Regions from separate parts of the Sus scrofa genome. Here region 2 is linked to region 1. The links are chromatin contacts, called in public Hi-C maps. All regions are on one chromosome and are shown on one strand. Each heading gives the region's core, a stretch centred on a gene start, on an enhancer-like site or on the middle of the called end of the contact. The rest is flanking DNA. Distances are from core to core; before and after follow the strand shown.

Region 1 (2,700 bases), core at 48-2,547:
CAATCCTGTTTAAAACCTTTTTAATGTTGATTTAGCTTAATCATAAACTGTCTTTATATGGTGAGGATAAAAGTGCTTTTTCATTCTTTTGGAGAACAGTACTCGGTAATTCAGAAGACTTAATAAAAAGTACTCACTTAGTGAGGATATGATTATTGATTTTACTCTTCTTTCTCTGATCAATGGTATAATAGGCAGTTAAGGAAATGCATTCCTATTTTAGATGAGACTAATGGCTGATGAAGAATGAAGTTACTGGGAGTCCCATGGTGGTGTGGTGATTAGGATTTTGGTGCTTTCACTGCTGCAGCCTGGGTTCACTTGCTGGTCTGGGAACTGAGATCTCAGATCAAGCTTCTGCATGCCATGGCCAAAATAAAAAAAAAAAAAAAGTATGAGGTTACTGTATTTCTATGAATTTTATTCTAAAATATAGGTTGGATAAAATTTGCAATTTCTGTGGGAAATTGACTTTTTGAAAAGGTTGTTTTTTTAATAGAAATTAATTTTGCTTCTGCTTCTGTCTGTGAAAATGTCTTTGTGCTATCTTTTGGAATAACTTTTTTCTGCTTCCTGTGGCTTAATATCATAAAGCATTATTTTCCAAAAGCATTGTAATTTTAGAGTGAATGTATAATAGCCCCCAAATTACATAAAACAATTTAATTATGAGGTTATTAATGGAACATATTCATGGAACAGTGGAACACAGAAACTAAAAAAACAGAAACAAAAATGAAAAACCAAACTATAGTATGTTTCATGGAACAGTAATCTAATTTTGTTTTTCCCCTGAGTGTTATCAGTGAGAACAGAGCATGTTTGTAGCCAAGAGAAGCAAGAGAGAGAAAATGGAATGACTTATTTGTTATCATGTGTGTATCATTAGTATCTTCATACTTGTCCTCACATCAGCAGAGTCAGAGGTGGCTGTCCACTCTGTCCATGGTCATTTTCAGCCTGAAACCACACCAGATTCACCTGGAAGTCCAGGAATCTGTACCTAGCTTTCATGAAGCTATGACCAGCCTACAAGTGTGTATATGCACAGCTCATAGTGTGTTATAAATGTTTGTATTATATTAATTGCCAATGTTTAAATATCAGGAGATTTCATACACACACACAACTCTGGAGTTGCGGGATCTCTTAAAAAGTGGGACAATTTGAAAATACTGCCATGATCTTTCCTCCCAGGCAGTGTTTGGCTGGAGCCTGGCAGAGGCTGGCTCCTGCAAACTGTGGTTCTCTCCATTTCCCCCTCATTCTCAGCAAGTCCTCTGCCGATCAGACACATAAGTTCTTTGGGTACAGCTGCTACCTGTGCCTGCCCAGTTATTTTAGGGACACTGGCGCAGTCCGCTCATTACTTGCCTGTTTGTGGTTTTCTGAGGAACTCCAAACTTCCACTCTATCCCTCCCTCGCCTACTTGGCAACCACAAGTTTGTTCTCTATGTCTGCGAGTCTATTTCTGTTTTGTAGATATGTTCATTTTTGTCATATTTTAGATTCCACATAAAAGTGAAATCATATGGTATTTGTCCTTCTCTCTTTTTTTTGTCTTTTTGCCATTTCTTGGGCTGCTCCCGTGGCACATAGAGGTTCCCAGGCTAGGGGTCGAATCAGAGCTGTAGCCACCGGCCTACACCAGAGCCACAGCAATGCGGGATCCGAGCCATGTCTGCAACCTACGCTACAGCTCACGGCAATGCCGGATCCTTAACACACTGAGCAAGGGCAGGGACTGAACCCGCAACCTCATGGTTCCTAGTTGGATTTGTTAACCACTGAGCCACTACGGGAACTCCCTGTCCTTCTCTTTTTTACTTACTTCGCTTAGTATGAGAATCTCTGGTTGCATCCATGTTCCTTCAGATGGCATTATTTCGTTCATTTTTATACCTGAGTTGTATTCTGTTATATATATGTACCACATCTTCTGTATCCATTCATTTTTTGATGGACATTTAGGTTTCCATGTTTTGGATATTGTGAATAATGCTGTTCTGAACTTAGGGATGCATATATCTTTTTGAATTATAGTTTTGTCCAGAGAGATGCCCAGGAATGGGATTACTAGATCATATGGTAATTCTGTTGGTAGTTTTCTGAGGAACCTCCATCCTGTTTTACATAGCGACTGTGCCAGTATACGTTCCCAGCAGTATGCCACTAATACCTTTGTAATTGAGGTGGTTAGGCACTGACTCTTTTGACTCCTGCTTTTACATTGTGTTTTGACTTCATAGCATGTCAGTATTCTTCTGGTACCAAGAAGGCAGGAGCTGAGCATAAAGTGTGCTTTATTGTGCTTTACCTCAGTTATGATACTCCTTTCTTTATGGGTTGTAAAGTAACTACTATTTCTTTGTTTTAGGCCTGAGGATCTTATTATGAATATGTACTTTTGTAAATGAAGGCCACCATCTAGTGGCCATCTACTCATCTTTTGACAATTTTACTCTAATGTTTTATATTATGAAGCAAAGCTCAAAATAGAAACATAGAAACATAGAAAAGAGAAAAAAAGAATATTCTAAAATGCCAAGCAGTGATTATCTCTGTGATAGGATTTCAGGAAATATTTAATCTTTTGCGCTTATCTCTATTGTCCAAATTTGAAGCCGCTGGACATGTTTTCCTTTAACCAGAATAAAAGCTATAGACATTTTTGGAGCAGAAATATTAAGAGAAGTAAA
Region 2 (2,700 bases), core at 124-2,623, 120 kb before region 1:
ATGATTATAGATGCTTCTCTCTTCAACAGGGTGATTTAACATTTGTTTTATCTCTTATTTTTTATTGATAGGATGGTTTTCTTGGGTTTTAACAGGATGATTTAACATTTGTTCTACCTCTTATTTTTATTGGTAGCATGGCTTTCTTGGGCAGGGGAAAGCAGATAAATCCAAGAAGGAAAGGGACGCTAAAGGCTGTGGAGGCAGGGAAGGTATGATAGTCTCATAGGTGTCAATGTGGGGTTGGGCCACGGTGCACAGTGGGGTGCCCAGATCATTGCTAACCCATGAGAGTGGCACTTTGCCACACAGACACTGACTGCCTCATTTCTTGTCTTTTTTTTTTTTTTTTTTTTTAACAGCCTCTTGAAATAGAAGGCTGTATTAAACCAAACAGACTAGTTGACCTATTTACTTATATAAACAATATCTTTAACCCCTGCCTGCGACTTTCAGGAAAGCTCTGTCTTTGCCTTAGTGTCTATAAAGGGAAGGGATTGCATTGACAGCTCTTCGTGATTCTTCCCAGCTTAAAAACGTTTGCTCTATTGTAAGTAACATTTCTTCAGGAAGGTCAACTGAATTCTTTGATAATGAATTTTTATGAGTTCTATATTTCTTTTATATTAGAATTTTTCAGGAACCCCTTTAAGAAATCTGTTGGCTGAAGCATAGGAATCTTTTCATACCAAGATGTCTCAATGACATCTAATGTTATAGATAACATTTTTTCCTCTTCCTAGAATGAGATAGCTTAAATACCTTCATCCACAAGATGGTGCTCTTGGACAACAAATTTATCTAAGGCTGTGGTTTTCCAAATGAGGTAAAACTGAGTCATCAGGAAAGTTTCTTTCTTTTTTGTGTTTTTATCATGTCAGGATATCATTTATCCTGAAATAAATAATTTGAATAACTTTATGTGTAATTTTCACATTCAAGGTGAAATATTCTAGACAAGTTTTACTGCTAAGAGAACTATTGGCCTGGGATTGTGACTTTCAGATTTTAATTCTGTGAAATAAAATCTGAAAGTCAAAACCCATTACCTGCCAGCATTTTATGTGATCTTTAGTGAATGAAGGTTTAGGCTGCGTAATCTCAAGTCATACCATCCAGACAGGGGAGGTGATGGTAGTTGTTAGTCACTGGTCACATTGCATCTAGAATGTTCCTTTAGTTCTGGAAGCTATGTTTCCAGAGGGGTATTGCTAGGGTATTGTTGATAGAAGAGAGTTAAGCCCAGATGCAGGCTGACCTCAGAGTACATGGCTGTTGCTCCTGAGCAGCAGTCTTGCACATGAGAGGGTAGGTGGGATCCCTGTGGGGAAGATCGCTCTTTAGAAATGCTAAATTGATAAACAAGCACATATGAGTCACATGCTGAGTCGTTTGCGACGGTATGAGAAGCATTAGGTGTTTGCCAGTGGAGGGTGGATGGGGAGTTATGAAGGTTTTCCCCAAGGAATAAATAACACATACAGACGGACTAGGAGCCCTATAGGTGGTGTGAATACTGTACCATAGGCATGGAAAGAGGTTATGTTTCTTGGGGACTGGCACAATCCCTGAGATTGTGGTGAGAATTCAAGACATCACTGGGCATCAACCATGTGAGTCATAGTGGTGAGTGAGGATGCGCAAAGTGTTCTGGATCATCCGTATTCCCAGAGGGGCAGATATCCATGGGGGGAACCAGAGCGGAACAGCAGTGGGAATTACTGAAGGGGAAGGAATGGAAGACTCAGAGGTGAAAAGCTTTAGTGTTGGATTTGGGTGATGATCATCAAATCATTGATGATTTCACCTAGGAAAGAGTCTTGGAGATTATGATGTAGCCAACACATTTATGAAAGAGGAGCCTGAGACCAAAATGTTAGGATTTATCTAAGATGACACCTACTTATAGCAAAGGTGGGAAATGCCTTTCTCTATTCACTTTCTTTTTTATTTATTTATTTTTAATTTTTTTGTTGTTTCCTCAATGTGATTTTTTTTTTCCTGCTGTACAGCATGGTGACCCAGTTACGCATACATGTATACATTCTTTTTTCTCCCATTATCATGCTCCATCGTAAGTGACTAGACATAGTTCTCAGTGCTACACAGCAGGATCTCATTGCTAATCCATTCCAAAAGCAATAGTTTGCATCTGTTAACCCCAAGCTCCCAATTCATCTCATCACTTTCTACTATTGTAGATTGTCACCAGGAAGGGTAGTTAGAACTTTGAATTACATTGTGTGCTCTGGACTTCTTCCTTTCTTTCGGATCAGTATCTGCCAGGGTCTTCAGTGGATGCTTAGTATCTTCAGAAGCCAAAGCTTCTTCTGTTCCCATTGCAGCTGACCTTGCCTGCGGTTTACAGAAGAACTTGAATAGAGCATGTGTACTTGGAGCCCTTCCTACTTTGGCCCTACTTGTCCCCCCTTTTTAAAAACAAAGATGAAGATCATTTAGATGTCGTCTTTACTATGACTTTTTAAAGGCATGGAAGCAGGTTTATTTTTAAGGAGGGAATTTATAGGTAGAGTAGAAAGATTTAAATGATTCTGTTGTCGGGACTCCTGTCATGGCTCAGCGGTTAACAAGCCCAACTAGTATCATGATGCAGGTTCAATCCCTGGCCTCGCTCAGTGGGTTAAGGATCTGGTGTTGCTGTGAGCTGTGGTATAGGTCGCAGACATGGCTGGGATCTGG

What was found. Hi-C and Micro-C count contacts between places; a contact is called where the count stands out from the background.
Region 2: a contact with region 1 is called in a Hi-C map of mesenteric adipose tissue, with 2.4 times the contacts expected there. The contact joins two enhancer-like sites. A contact is called at or near these places in 1 of 5 promoter capture datasets (liver) and 17 of 47 Hi-C or Micro-C datasets (adipose tissue, alveolar macrophages, embryonic fibroblasts and 9 more).

What each region holds. Positions count from the first base shown.
Region 1 is chr1:215,314,143-215,316,842 of Sscrofa11.1, reverse strand. The region is part of intron 8 of KDM4C (lysine-specific demethylase 4C); the gene reads left to right. Among named protein-coding and RNA genes, the nearest start is that of KDM4C, 190 kb to the left of the region's middle. Within about 2 kb of position 1,297, at least 7 of the 83 cell types and tissues checked have an H3K27ac peak or open chromatin away from gene starts, as enhancers often do. A contact at or near this core is called in mesenteric adipose tissue and omental adipose tissue, where this site is marked.
Region 2 is chr1:215,434,379-215,437,078 of Sscrofa11.1, reverse strand. The region is part of intron 4 of KDM4C (lysine-specific demethylase 4C); the gene reads left to right. Among named protein-coding and RNA genes, the nearest start is that of KDM4C, 72 kb to the left of the region's middle. Within about 2 kb of position 1,373, at least 6 of the 83 cell types and tissues checked have an H3K27ac peak or open chromatin away from gene starts, as enhancers often do. A contact at or near this core is called in mesenteric adipose tissue and omental adipose tissue, where this site is marked.